Linked DNA regions of Danio rerio: region 2 is linked to region 1. Evidence: chromatin contacts called from public Hi-C data. All regions are on one chromosome and are shown on one strand. The core of a region is the stretch at or near the end of the contact, and the rest is flanking DNA. Distances in the headings are between cores, read along the strand shown. Region 1 overlaps nacc1b (nucleus accumbens associated 1, BEN and BTB (POZ) domain containing b). Region 2 overlaps si:dkey-238i5.2.

Evidence for each region. Hi-C and Micro-C count contacts between places; a contact is called where the count stands out from the background.
Region 2: a Hi-C map of embryo shows a contact between it and region 1, with 1.8 times the contacts expected there. The contact joins two enhancer-like sites. A contact is called at or near these places in 5 of 18 Hi-C or Micro-C datasets (caudal fin, embryo, hematopoietic stem cells and 1 more) and 1 of 4 datasets of contacts at active chromatin or transcription factors (caudal fin).

The regions. Positions count from the first base shown.
Region 1 is chr11:33,466,757-33,470,381 of GRCz12tu, reverse strand. All of the region lies in intron 5 of nacc1b (nucleus accumbens associated 1, BEN and BTB (POZ) domain containing b), which reads left to right. Among named protein-coding and RNA genes, the nearest start is that of trmt1, 20 kb to the left of the region's middle. Within about 2 kb of position 1,966, at least 28 of the 62 cell types and tissues checked have an H3K27ac peak or open chromatin away from gene starts, as enhancers often do.
Region 2 is chr11:33,561,923-33,565,547 of GRCz12tu, reverse strand. It overlaps si:dkey-238i5.2, which reads right to left. Exons shown (of 19, transcript XR_012387222.1): 17 at 1,643-2,362. Among named protein-coding and RNA genes, the nearest start is that of si:dkey-238i5.2, 26 kb to the right of the region's middle. Within about 2 kb of position 1,912, at least 5 of the 62 cell types and tissues checked have an H3K27ac peak or open chromatin away from gene starts, as enhancers often do.

The DNA of each region.
Region 1 (3,625 bases), core at 717-3,216:
ACACAAGCAAGTGCAACAAGTTTCGCATTTCACTGCATTCGAAAGTTCAAGCTTGGTAAATTCTTACCTGCGAAATCACATCAGTTAATTGCGTGAGATCACAAGAAAAGGTTATTTAAAATAAGAATATTAAAATATGACCTCAGCGGAAGTTGCTTTGGACATAAATGTCGGCTAAATGTAAATGTAATTTTCATTTTTCATGACTTTTCCAAAACCTTGTGGGTTTTTTTGTTTCTGCAAAACTTTACTAGGCCTGGAAAATGTCATACCAGCCTCTTACTTCCCTTCCCCTTCATCCCACTGTTTCTTTATCCATTCTTTATCTATTCATCCCTACAATAAAGTCTAGCTCAAAGTGTGGCTTGGTCCATGCTGGTGAACTGCAATTTGCCACTTTCACTAACAATCAAGAACATTTCATGCATGCCCCCTTGACAAACAAGATATTGGATGCGAGGAACTGTTGGAAGAGTGTTGTTTTAATGGAATTTAATACAGCATGCCTTATGGCCAAAAAATCTCCACATTTCATGATGAAGGTATCTGTTTTTCCTCACTGACTGGGTAGGTGCAAAGAATAGTGTCAAAGAGATGTGCTTGTACAGACTATCCTGTCGCAAAATGCGGCGAAGATCCTACATGACGGTAACAGTTTGATTGCAGTGTTTACATGTCTATACTGCACTTTAATAATGCGACTAAAATAGGCATATAGGCATGGTAGATTCTTCATCAGAGTATTGTCTTAATCAAATTAAAATAGGATTATTGGTGTTCATGTAAACTTAGCCATTGGCTTTCCATCGCACGGACAAAAATATTACTTAAAATATCTAATATATAATGACAATTATTCAAATTTAATTCTTGGAAAATTATTCCTTTTAAATTCCTTATGTTATACAGTCTCTTCAGGATTTTGCAGGGACTATTTTTAATATATGCAGCCTACAATCACTGATTTTCTCACAACTTTCCTCAAATGTTGCCATTATAAGCTGCAATTCATGGGTTTTGCTGTAAAAAATACACAATTTTATTTATATATTTGACCTCAAGATATATTGGGGTCACAAAATCCTGGAGAGACTGGTTATTAGTGCTTGTATGATAAACATTTTTATATTTCTGAATACAAAGTGCAACCAACAAATGTTCTTTTTTCGCAGTGTCTAGTTTACCACCACAGCTTCCCCCCCTAGTTTTAAAGACTGCAAAATAAACATGACCATTGTAGATATTTGCACTGATGCACAATATGCAAGTGCTAGACTTCGAAACTGAATATCTAATAGCAGAAAGCCCACAAAACTTATATTTCTAAACTTCGAATTTTGAGTGAATTATCCCAAAGTTACTTTTGAAAAATGGCAGCCGAAGTCTGTCAATAGACTGCACTGGGCCAGACATGAGCTGTTTTTACCTCTTAGCCACGTGGTACGATCCTGAGAGACTGCACCAAGTCTTAATCACAGTACGATGGGATGAGAATGAGATATTTGCACAGAAAATCTGAACCAGACTGTTCGGCACTGCCTTAAAGAGTGAAAGTTGGTGCTCGGGTGTCTGTGGCAGACAGAAATGGTGGGAAGGCAGTGCACAGAAAATGCCTGGATGAGTCTGTATGTATGCATGCATGCGTGCTACTTTTGAGCCTCTTTTTCATTTCCATTTTTGGAGACTTGTATGCTAATGTCTGTGCATTCATGCGAGGAGGCTGACAGGAAAGCGAGAGCGTGCGCCAAAGGCATGCTTTTAATGTGTGTGCATTTGTTTATGCGAACGTGCTCTAATGTGTGCGAGTCTGGCTTTTGTGTGCCAAATGCATGTCTGATAGAGAGTGTGTGTGGGTGGTGTTGGTGTGTGTGTGTGTGTGTGTGTGTGTGTGTGTGTGTGGAGTATGTGTGGGTTAACGGGTGGGTGGGTGTTTGGTATGTGTGTATGCAGAGATCAGAGAGCTGTGTTTGTTTTCGTCTGACTCAGAGAGAGAGAGAGACGTACAGTGCAGACGCAAGCAGAGAGGGGAGGGAATGTATTGCTGAGGAGATGGATATGCACACACTCACACACACACACACACACGCACACACGCACACACGCACACACGCACACACGCACACACGCACACACACACACACACACACACACACACACACACACACACACACGTTTAAACACACAACTGGTGCAGTCAGCCATTTCCCAAATGGAGGCATCAAATTGTACGCTTTGATTAAACAAATATTCATCTCGCACTGACTCCTAGTCTGGTTTGGCTCAATTAGTTTTGTTTCTTCACTGTGGTATTACCATGAAATTAAAATGAAAGAGTTCACGCAATGATTATTATTTCCTGTTATTTTGCTCACCCTGGGAACATCAATTCAGTCACGCTTTTTTCTATAGCGCTTTATACGATGTAGATTTTACGAATTAAGAAGTCATGACATTGCAGTTTGTGGGACATGTTCAGCATACCAGGCAGGTTAATGAGGAGTGGTAGTAGAACACTTATTAAGGTTAAAATGCAGGATATACAGATTAATATGCAAGGTTACTGTTAAAGCTTATGTGAAATTAAATAATTTTTAAATATTTTAGTTTTAAGGACAACTATTAGCTAGTGTGCTCCAAAAAAAGTGACAAAATTTGTGTTTAGAAGATCTAAATCAAATATAAACATGTAAAGCTTGTAGTTTGTCACTTCCGCTTAAATCGATCAAAGATTTTTTCCCCTCATCACCTCATACTACATTTTCTCATCAAATTGTGACCAATCAAATGCTCTCTAGTATCTGACATGCCCCCTTTAAGATGCTTTTTGGCTGTTTTTCAATATGGTCATCATCAACTGCAAAAGGTCAGTTCCAAAACTCAAGATCGCAAGAACGGAGAATGTTGGAAGTTCCTGTGTTCTTGATATCGAGGATGCGTCAATGCATACTTGAGAGCAAAACTTGCTTGAGAAATCAAAGAAGTCATTGCGGCTGAATTAAAGAGGTGTGAAGCGTAGCGTTTTAAATAGATTTATTATTAAAGTTTAGAGATATAACTTATTTATCTCAGGAGTTTCCCTAAATGAAACATTCAGAGTAAACATTACCATGAAAATCTTACTAAAGGCTTAACCGCCTTAAGGGTGTTTATTTGCTGAAATTCATGTTAAAATCTGTTTTATGTGTATTGTTCACTGTACATTTGTAAAGTTTTTGTGCATTTTATATATTTTGAAAAGGGGAAAACAATAAATGAATAAATGCTGTAATGTTTAAATAATTTTCCTATTTTAAATACGTAACCATCAGGAAGAACGCAGCATTTCATTTCTCACAGGATGCGTTTCTGTTTTCGCGATCTCCAGAGTTAGTTCTTCCAGGGTGATCTGGCAAGACTGCTCTCCACATGAACGCAAGTTCAATCTCTGCGTTCTTGCAATTGAGAAACAGCCATCATTTGATTGGCTTGAGCTCAACCACTCTCACTGGCAGAGCTGTAATAAAACATAATGCTATTGGCTAAGGCTTTAAAAGGGAAGGAGCTATGTCCCACCCTATCTCATGTTTTTTTTTCAGTTAAAATTACGTTAATGTTTAATTTAATAAAAAATGCATATTTCAAAGCA
Region 2 (3,625 bases), core at 663-3,162, 95 kb before region 1:
GTGGATTGAACATAAAACAATAAAGTTGCCCCCAAACAACCTCAAAAATGTGTTATTTAAGCTCATATTAAATAAGTAGTTTAAACAAGCAGCAAAAATCATTTTTTGAGTGTGTATATATAATCTTTAAAAGCTTTATCTCTTAATATTTTTTTTTTAATTCTATTAATTTAAATCTGTAAATTCAGATGTAATTAAAACAATAGTTATTAAACTAAAATTGTTATGAATATATAAATCTTTTAAAATAATGATAATAAATAATCTTGATTAAAGTCAGACAATTTTGTCTTTTCAGAAGACATATAGTGACCTTAACTTGACCTTAATGACCTGAAGGAACATTTTTGTAGCATCAGAGATGTGTCACTTTGTTCACAGTTGATTGGTGGAGTAAACCAGAACCAGGCCCGGATTAAGAATTCAGAGGCCCCTGGGCACAATGTATTGTACCTGACTGCACCTCTATAGTTGAATTAAAAAATAAGATTATTATCATAGTTTTTAAAAAATTAATCTATAATGTATTGCCCGCATTTATTAAATAAATAATATACACTACATATATATTTTAGTCTATAAAGATTTAACTTATTTTTAAAGCATTTAAAGCACACTTTGAAAAAAAATACTAACATTTACATTTAAGGGTATTTTTAATGTATAACTTCTACAAATTTATAATACATATGATTCGGATATAACATCTTTAATCCAGTTCAGTTCTATGAATCTGAGTCCTCCATAATACACACACTTGATTCCTACTTGTCTTCCTCGTGATGAAGAGTAGGCAAAATCTGATAAGTAGTGGGGGTAAAAAAGAAGAGTAAGTTCATCAGATCGATCATGATCGATCATGTCAAAACATGTTGCCATGTGCTGTACAAGCCACACCACTCATGCTGCTGTTTGCCGCTCTCTTTAGTTATGTTGTGTCTGTTAATCAAACGGTGATGGGCCAGAATTAATCTAATTGCTCATTCCAACTAGGTGTGCTATTTGCACTTAGCCTAAACAGACACTACACAATCTGCGTTTTTCGCCTCTTGCAGGAGCCCCAAGTGCACACGGGCCACTGGGCCTGTCCCCATAATGCCCTTTGATAAATCCAGCCCCGACCAGAACATAACCTGTGCTTGAGCAAGTTAGTGGTGTTACAATGGCAAAAAAAGTGATTGAAGTCAAGATGCCTTCATAGTACCTAATCTAAAGGCTGGTGCAAAACTAAACCGAAACTTAACTTGGTAGCCAGCTAATCTGGCTTCATGGTACAGGCTCTAGTTGATAACAGCCCACACACAGTTGTAATCGAATAAATGTTATGGCTCTTAAATGCATACAGTACATACACAGCTGTGAAGGCAATAGCCATAGCATGACTAATATGATTGCATGCCAAGTTAATAAATCCTATATGGCATGTGCAGGCTTCACAGTGCATTATTTCGATGCACACCACCAGGAGGCATTTCAAAGCCACGCCATGGAAAATTAATCATGAGGTCATTGTTTTACCACATGGGACAGGATGTACAGAGCAGGGAGAATAATAAGCACATGCATGTCTGGTTTGTGTGCAAGCTTTGAGCTTAGACTGGAATGTGTCTGAAGTTAACACGCGTTTTGAAGTCTTACTTACTCTGTGAGTGACTTCCGCTGCCACTTCGTGCCGCAGGTGGTCGTCACTTTGGTTTGTTTCAGGATTGTCGCGTGCTGATTTTTGTCTCCATTCTTGGTTGTTGCACGGTGATTGAGGGTTTTGGGTTGGATGTATGACTGATACGGGATCAGTGTCTGGTAATAACTGCAGATTAGATTGGATGGCGGAGTGCAAATTCTCTGTTAGGTGGTTACAAAATGATGATTCAGTGTTACTTAGTCTTGATGTTTTCTGTTTGCTTGGTGACCGGACTGGTTTCCCTTGGTTTTTGTTTTGCTCAAGATTCCCACAAGATGTCATTTGTTTTGTCTCTTTAGTCATGACTGATTCATTCATCCATTTGGCCTGAAGCAATTCTTGTGACGGTTGTGTTTGTGCTGAGTTTTTGTCCTGTGGTTGATGTATGTCTGTCTGGACACTGCTTGTTGACTCTTCTTGTATTTCGTTGTTGTTGTTGGGTGACCATTGCTTTGTCACTTGGTTGATGCCTGAAGACTGTTCATCAAAGCTCAAAATGAGACAGATGCTTGAACCTAGGGATGTCTTTGAAACACAGGGCTCTTGACTAACCCCACTGGACACGCTTCCATCATGCTTTCCAATCTGTTGCTCCAAGTTGTTGTGAGATGGCTGTGTTTCAATAGTACTTCCTTTGACCTCTCCATTTAAAAAGCAGACAGGATTTTTGAAAGGAACAGCCTAAACAAGGAAACATAGATGCAATCAAAATGTAAAACACAGGAAAAATATTTTACATAAATTCTAATTTGTTTTAAATAATAAAAAAAACATATTGCCCAATTTTAAATTGTTATATTTGTATGTATTTAAAATAAAAACATTTGATTTATAAATGAGGGATGCACATAGCATCAGTTTAAAAAAGCATGATTCTCATAAAATAAAATAAAATAAAATAAAATAAAATAAAATAAAATAAAATAAAATAAAATAAAATAAAATAAAACAAAATTAAATAAAATTAAATAAAATTAAATAAAATTAAACTAAAATAATTAAATTAAATTCATTGTCTATCCCACAGGGGTTAGAAAATTAATAACCAACGATCTAAGACTCATAGATTGCTTGAGAACATTCACTTTCACTCGCACTACAAATCCTGTCATGCACCACACACACACCTGTTCCAGTTCTCCTTTGATTACACACACAGCTGGGAGCTGCTCAAGGACGGATTACACAGATTATATATTCAGCGCACACACAGAGACTTTGCTGAGTCTTGTTTATCTGTGAGCATAACAATGTGTTTTTTCCTTGTTTAGCCTAGCTGTGTATTCAACCTTTGTTTAGATTCACTGCTGCCTGTACCGACAATTCGCCTGTTCTTTGACAACGATTTTGGATTGCTCTGCATGTACCTGTTTGACCCTGTTGACTTTTGTGGTGGGCAAAGTGAGGCTTCGTGAAACACTGAAACAGTTGAAGCAAATGATTCGAAGCTTCTAAACGTTTCGAAACTCGTCTTTACTGATACCTAGTGGTCATTTATTATGTATTGCTCTGGAACAGCTCCAGCAAAGAAACAGTTAAGCAAATTGAGGAATTATACCCCATATTGTAAAGTTGAAGTTTCAGATGACTTAGTGGAGCAGTGAGAGTTCCAGGCTAGCATGCAGAAATAATGGGTTTGAATCCAGGGTATAACATGCAGCTATATAGACATTCATTTTTAAATGCTGTGCTCTTGTAATGTGTTTTGTTTTAACATTGGTCAGACATCCAAATGAAAACTTTGTGAACAGAGCTTTAGTCATAAAAGTTAACATTATTAAAATACATAAATTAATACATTAAATAATTTCAGAGTATTTGTCTAGATTCAAACTCCTAACATTTGAAGCACAGTTACTCTGTGCACACACGGCCCACTAAGCGACATGCTACAAGCTACTAAGCGTTCAGCGTCCCTCACATGACATAAATACACTCACAATA